Linked DNA regions of Mus musculus: region 2 is linked to region 1. The links are chromatin contacts, called in public Hi-C maps. All regions are on one chromosome and are shown on one strand. The core of a region is the stretch at or near the end of the contact, and the rest is flanking DNA. Distances in the headings are between cores, read along the strand shown. Region 1 holds the start of Tgds (TDP-glucose 4,6-dehydratase). Region 2 overlaps Mbnl2 (muscleblind like splicing factor 2).

Region 1 (3,435 bases), core at 181-2,680:
CGTTCTTAACCACTGGGCCACACTTCCCTCCAGCCTTTGTTTATACAGATTGACTGCCTGGGTTTCTTGATGGTGCTCTCTGAACCTTTCTTTCAGAGCATTGCCAGGTTTTTCATTGTTTGATAAAATAAAACCCTACTAAGTTTAAGTTGTTGAAAGCTTTAATTGTGTAAATGGTAAACCAAGAACGTGGGTGAGGTTGATTCTAAAGGAAAAGCAGAGCATGGGCTTTGATTACTGTAGGCACTTTCCCTTTGTCTCGTGTGTGTGTGTGTGTGTGTGTGTGTGTGTGTGTGTGTGTGTGCTTGAGACAGGGTTTCTCTGTGTAACCTGGCTGTCCCGAAACTCACTCTGTAGACCAGGCTGTCCTTGAACTCAGAGATCCATCTGCTTCTGCCTCCCAGGTGCTGGCACTAGAGGTGTGTGCTATCACCTGCTGGCTTCATGTCTTTCTTCTTGATCAGTAATGTTATTCTCTTTCACTGAAGACAGGCTTTTTTTTTTTTTTTTTGATGCCTCGGTACATAAAAAATTAATATGACTTCTAATCACTCCCACTTGGTAGAGCCTCCGAATTCATAGAAAGCAGCAGACTATAATATAAACAGCAGTGAGCAATCATATGATAAGCCCACTTGTTGATGAGTGTGTGATAGATCTGGTCCCAGAGAAATGAATGGCCTTACCTCCATGGAGCAGAGACAGTGAGAAATTACATCAGTGGCCAATTTGTTGATGAATGATAAGAAGAAAACAAAAAAAAAAAAATGGTTCTGCATGGTTAGAGTCAAGGAATGACTCTAATAGGAAGATGGCACTCAAACTGAGAACTGAAGGAGGTAAACACTAGTCAGACATCCGAGGAAAGGGCAGGTAGACCAGGGAAGAACACCTGGTAATATAAATAAGAGCAAGAAGGACCAGGATTGGGGCACAGTGAGCAGACAAGAGAAGAGAGTAAAACCTTCCAGGGAACTCTGCAAAACTTACTTATCATGATTGCAAGCGGCCTTCGCCTTTTGTGACAGTATTTACAACAGTGAAACATAATTTTGCAATGCAACTTTCCATTTCCATACTGCATACATTCTAGAGGATTCTGCTCAGCTGGGTGTTAGTCTATGAGCATAGCTGAAGTTCAAAAATGAAGGCATCGATTCATAACTCCGAATTTCTAAGCACCTATAGTAGTAATCCATGCTGGTGACACTTGCTTAGAAAATATTCCAGACCCTAGTACCAATGACCCTAATTTCTCCTAGCTGGTGACTATGGGCTAGAGAGTGCGCGCCTGCGCAGTGCCACTGCCGGCTCCGCCCCTCTTTTGGGGTCTGGGAGAACCCGGAAGCCTCTGCGACTTCCTTTGAACGTGTCGGGGGCGGGGCATGTCGTAAAGCGTCGTGAAGCTGCTTCCCTCGGTTCTTCAGACGCCGCGCTTTACGGCGCTGGCTCTGCAGAGCTGAAGATGTCCGCTGCGAGCCGGGAGGAGCGTTCTGGTCCTCCCGGCAGCTTCGCGAAGCGGGTCCTGGTGACCGGGGGTGCTGGTTTCATGTAGGTAACGGTGCTGGTGGCTGAGAAGTTTCTCCCCACAAATCCTAACCTTGCCCTGCGGTTCTCCTTGTCTTTTGCACTTCGGGTCCACGACTTTGCAGATCCGTTATGGGGAGGGTCCCAATGCACAGCCCGGATGTCCATCCGGTTTCCCTCACTTTCTGGCCAGCCAAGACGAGGTTGCTTCGAAAATGCGACTTCTTTAACACCTTCCCCACAAAAAGGGGAACTCAGGAGTGCCTTGCTGCTGTCCCACCCCCTACCTGCCCGGGGGTGTTTACCACCTGTCACTTTTCTGAGAAGCACACATCAGTTTCATTCCCTTTTCTTCCCGCTCTCTGACAAAGCTCCGGCCAGCAGATGAAGGCCTTTCCAAAAGCTCGCCTCTACACGATGTGAGGATCGATCGTAATGGGACTCTTTGTCTTGTCTTCTCTTTTTTAGAAACTGTTTACAAATCCTTTGTTATTCCCAACCTGTTTGAGGCTCACACCCACCTACCGTGAAACTGTCCTTTCTATTTGTGTCAAAGCTTATTCTTAATTTGACTTCTGTTCCCTGCCTCCTTTTCCTTAGAACACTGCTACTATCCCTCTCCTGTTGATCTCGCGCGTTTTCTTTACACTTTGTAGAGTGTGTTCCTAAGTGAGATAGATGCAGCTGCATAGAGTTTTACAGTCATGGTTTCTGTGAGACTTGTAATGAAAGTCCAGGGTCTTTATCCGATCTAGAAGACTCGGGTGCTCGAGCCCTGCTTCCCAACCTAGTCTCTTGCTTTTCTGTACTCGCCCACAACCCTCTCAGGCTTCTCGGAGCACAGGAGGTTAGTGCTGCTTCCCGACTTGAGGCAGTTGCATAGGCTGTTAATTTACCCGCATATCACCTTCAGAGTGCTTATGGGAACACCTTAGGCCACCCATCCACTCAGCACTACCTGAAATTACATTGAGTACTTGTGTTTACTTGTTTATGGCCTTGCCCTTCTTCTAGAGTATAAACTGTGTGAGAGTAGACTGATGTTCATTAAGCTCCCACAGAAAGAAAGGTCAGGGCCATATCGTGAAGGTCTTCTGTAAGAGTTGAGTGGATGGATGCGTGAGCGATCCACAGGAAGTTCTGTCCTTGTAGTGTCTCCTGCATGGGGAGGGGTCAGAGAGTCTTGGTTACTGCCCAAGAACATGCAGTGGGCCTTTTAAATCCACAGACACTTTGCTGAGAGTAGGTAGCAGGAAGCTGAGATTCACTTAATTAACAGACGTGTACGTGGGGAAATGCATGTACTTGCATGGAAGGGCTTGTTCACAAAGAATGTCCTAGAAAATGAAGGAAAGTGAAGTTTTTCACCAAGAACAAACTTCACCTTTACAATTGGCCAGTGCTAGCCATTACTCCCCAGAGCCCAAAATATGTTTATATATATATATGTTTCTTTTACTGAGATAGCTCCATTTCAGGGTCCTCTGAGTTCCAGGAACCACTGTCAGTACCAAGCTCAAACTCAGCTATCATTAATCTAGGAAACCTGGGTTTAGTCCAGAGCCCTCCTGAGATTTTAGGCTTACACAAGCCAACTTATAGTATAGTACCAAGAGAGCAGTTGCAGAAGTCACTGTAAGCATAGGCAAATGACAGTGAGTATGCTGTCATTTGTTATCTGTATAAATCCACCCCAGGCCTTGGAAAGCAAACTGGACTTGTGCAGTTACCCCGACCAGATTTTACATTTCCTGTGCTCACACTCACGGCATGTGTGGGTTCCATCCTTTGATTAAACTTGCTTTTTCTTCATTCTCAGTGCCAGGCAGTTTTATGTGGCACAGGGAAGATACAAGAGTTTGTTTATAGGGTTAAAAGTGCCTGTGTGTGGTGCGTTACCTCTTACTA
Region 2 (3,495 bases), core at 403-2,902, 2.3 Mb before region 1:
CCTCTGTGAGATGAGAGCATAGCTCACCACCTCACACACATCCCTTGTGGCCGACAAGCATGAGTGTAAACTGGCTAAGCAGGGTCAGAGACACAGTCAGCTTGTGACCACAGAGCAGGAAACAGCCCACTGGCTCTCCCCAACGGGAGGCACCCCAGGTCTGAGGGGCACATGCATTAAGCCGACATAGTACACTCTCATATTCAGCTAAAGCCAGCGGTGGGAGCCCGGCACACTGCTAGCACACTGGTCTCTTAGGGTGCCGTGGCTCTTACACCGGATCTGAACAGATCTTCCAGGGTGTACTGAGTCAACACCTGTGACTCAGGTCGGTTTTCGTGAGAATTATTCGGACGTCAAATTTGACGCTTAGGGTATGGGAGGAGAATTTCCATTTTTCTCCCACCACAGAATAAGCCGAATCAAAGCAGAGCTGGTTTGGGAGCCTCCACAGGCACAGTTCTACGTTCCTCGTGTGGTAACTCACAAACCACCGGGTAAGCAACACTGTACTAAAAGGAACTTAAGCCTGTCAGGTTAATTACACAATATTAGGTACGAAAACAAACAGTGCAACACAAAACATAGCTACATCATTATTTGCAGTAAATGTTAACTCTAAATAAGTGCAACCTGTCCACAAATGCTTGCTATAGAACTAATTAAAAAATAAAATTGGATGGATAAACATGAAAAAAAAATTCTCACCGAGAATTTTTTTTTTAAATATCAGCACTCATTTAGAGTTCGGGATTTGTGAAAGAAAAGCTTTAAAAGGAGCAAACCTGATTGGCTGTGGCTGTTGCTGCGAAGGGGACACTTGTTGCAGGAGTTGTTGCTGCAGAGACAGTGGCGGACGTAGCGCTGTGCATCATGGGTACTTTCAGGAGGGGAACCATGGGAGCAATGAACAGGAGGGTGTAGCATTATGGTAATAGAAGTGGTATTTGGCATGGTGAATATCAGAGCAGCAAGCCATCATGGGTTAACCAGCAGATGGCATGCGATCACAGTGCAAAGCAAGGGAGCATGGGAGAGAAATAAAAAGGGAAAATAGCTTATTACAAGTACAGTTAAAGGAAGTTCTCAAACACAATCAGTGATTCCCAGAGAGCCCAAAGCGCATCGCTTTGATCAAAACAGAGCTATTCCCAATTCAGAGGATGGCATCATGACCATAGATAGCTACAGCTGCTTCTCAATACATGATAGGTAATACCCAATGAACCAAGTGGACTGATCATAAATTCCAAAACGCCACAGGCTCAGAGGGCCTAATTTAGAATAGGATGAACTTTGGAATCAATTGTGGTTAAACCAAAAAACATTTTTCTCTTAAATTTGGAAGCATATCTGAACGGTGGAATTTCAGTGGCTCCATGTTTTACTTCGGTCACTAAAAGGTGAGGCAAGAGAAATGGCTTTGGTGTAAATTCTAGAGCGGTTACTACGAAGTAACCAGATCCATTTTTGCCAGTGGTGACTTTCTGAATTTGTAAGTGAAATGAATCAGCTGCCCTGAAGACAGACTTGTGTGCCAAGGTCCTGAATTCGAGAGAAGACCCCACTGTTAAAATTCCCCATCTAAGGGAATGGACGTGGAGGCACAAAAATAAGCAAAGCAAAAACAAAACTAAAAAACCAAAGCCATTAAAAATAAGTCTGCCCTCTAAAAAGAGAAGTAAGTAGCGTAGTTCAGGCACTTGGTCTCAAAACACATCCAAGTATAATTGTTTTCCAAAAATAAATACTTCTGGGAAACTCTGATAACTCTAACACACAGCAAAGAGGAGGTAAAGGCACACACCACTATGAAACTTTAAAACATTGATGAAATTAGCCTGCCTCTGCTTGCTTCATGCTAAACCAGATAAACTATAAAGAGAAACAACACAAATCATTTTTTTTAAAAAGCACACTTGCACTTGTGGTTTCACGTCTCTGTGGTGATCGTTCTAGCATTAAGAGGTCACATTAAAACCATCACTCTCTTAAATACACAAGCATAGCTTACACGTTAACTCTAAAGCTATTAAGCCTTCAGATCTACTTCCTAAAGCATTCTCTACTGTCTCTGAAATACATGTCAAACAGTGAAGGCATTGCACATCATATAAAAGACAAATAAAAAAAGGTTGGAACCTACCAATACTGGTAGCGGGTGTCATGCACAAAACTGACCCTGAAGTCATGCAATGGGGGGAGGGAAAGGTGAATAAAAGGGAAAGAAACAGGTTAGCGGTTTAGAGTTAACATTCAGAGTGAGATCGAAGCACAAGGAGGTTAGTTTACACAGTTCTTAGGGCCGTTCACATCGTCAGTATAGCAGATAGATCCAACTTACTTAAAGCCAATAAGATTCCAAGCCCCACTCTCCGAGTACTTGAGTACTCTCCCCTTCTACTCTAGGCCAACATGATCCTAAGGAGGATGGCATGTGATGATGCAACTGTGTCCTTCTCTGAAGACCTCAAAGGATTTTACACACATGATCAAGTTAACCCTGTCAGGTGGAGAGTAGGTATTTTACAGATGAAAAAATCTGAGGCACAGTAACCCCTCCAAGGTCAAGTGCAGTGTGAGCCAAGGACATGGCCTGAGGTAGAGTTCCGTGCTAAATCCAGGCCAGAGCTGATGCTCGCCAGAGTGCGCTACACTCCCGAGTGCGGTGAAATGTGTGTTGTGTCGATAGAAAGGTGAAAAGAACAGTGAGTTGAGATTTCACATCCTCTAAGTCAAAGCCCTTGCCGCGTATGGCAGGGGTCTCTTGAGCAACAACCTGGGTGCTGGGAATGTAGACGGAAGCTTCTGGATGGACTTGCTGCATGGGTCTGAGATCTGTTCTGGCTAGGAGACTTGCTGTGACAAAGGGGTGGCATGTAACAGTGAAGTCTAAGAGCCATATATGTAACTGTGGAAAACTGGGACCGCACTAAGACCCTGGTGAGAGATTTTGATCATGGCCACTTCAAGGAGGCTTCCGAGGGATCGAAGAGTTAGGGAGTGTTGGTTGGTGTCTGGGTTAGTGGGAGAAGGGAAGCCAAAGTCACTGCTTCTTAGGGAAGAACTCTGTTTTCTGTGAATGGTCTTAATGATGTACATGTGTCACGAAATTCTGACTGAACAGCAATGAAAGTCAGGAGGGTGGGAAGATGCGTTGGGAGCTCTGTTCCTCAGAATGTAAACGAAGGCAATATAAGGATTCTTAGAAACTCAGGGTCATGAAGGTGTGGTTTCAGGACTACCTGCTAAGATGTTAGATGTGAATCTAGAAACTAAATATCCTCACTCACGTTTATAAGAACCTCCTTGCCTGACCTACATTTTGACCAGGCATCACTGATTTAGAAAACAACTATCCAAGCGGACTACTTCTAGTCTCTCTCTCTCTTTCTCTCTCTCTCTCTCTCTCTCTCTCTCTCTCTCTCTCTCTCTCTCTCTCTCTCTCTTTCTCTTGCAGTACATCCACCTTGGCACACACTCAGAGACACACAC

The links. Hi-C and Micro-C count contacts between places; a contact is called where the count stands out from the background.
Region 2: a Hi-C map of B cells shows a contact between it and region 1, with 5 read pairs. The contact joins the enhancer-like site here to the promoter of Tgds in region 1. A contact is called at or near these places in 2 of 39 promoter capture datasets (liver and pre-B cells), 1 of 484 Hi-C or Micro-C datasets (B cells) and 1 of 9 other capture datasets (liver).

What each region holds. Positions count from the first base shown.
Region 1 is chr14:118,130,760-118,134,194 of GRCm38.p6, reverse strand. It overlaps Tgds (TDP-glucose 4,6-dehydratase), which reads left to right and starts at 1,430. Exons shown (of 12, transcript NM_029578.3): 1 at 1,430-1,551. The coding sequence starts at 1,466.
Region 2 is chr14:120,402,023-120,405,517 of GRCm38.p6, reverse strand. Mbnl2 (muscleblind like splicing factor 2) reads right to left here. Exons shown (of 8, transcript NM_207515.2): 7 at 786-880. Among named protein-coding and RNA genes, the nearest start is that of Gm26679, 15 kb to the right of the region's middle. Within about 2 kb of position 1,652, at least 8 of the 459 cell types and tissues checked have an H3K27ac peak or open chromatin away from gene starts, as enhancers often do. A contact at or near this core is called in B cells, where this site is marked.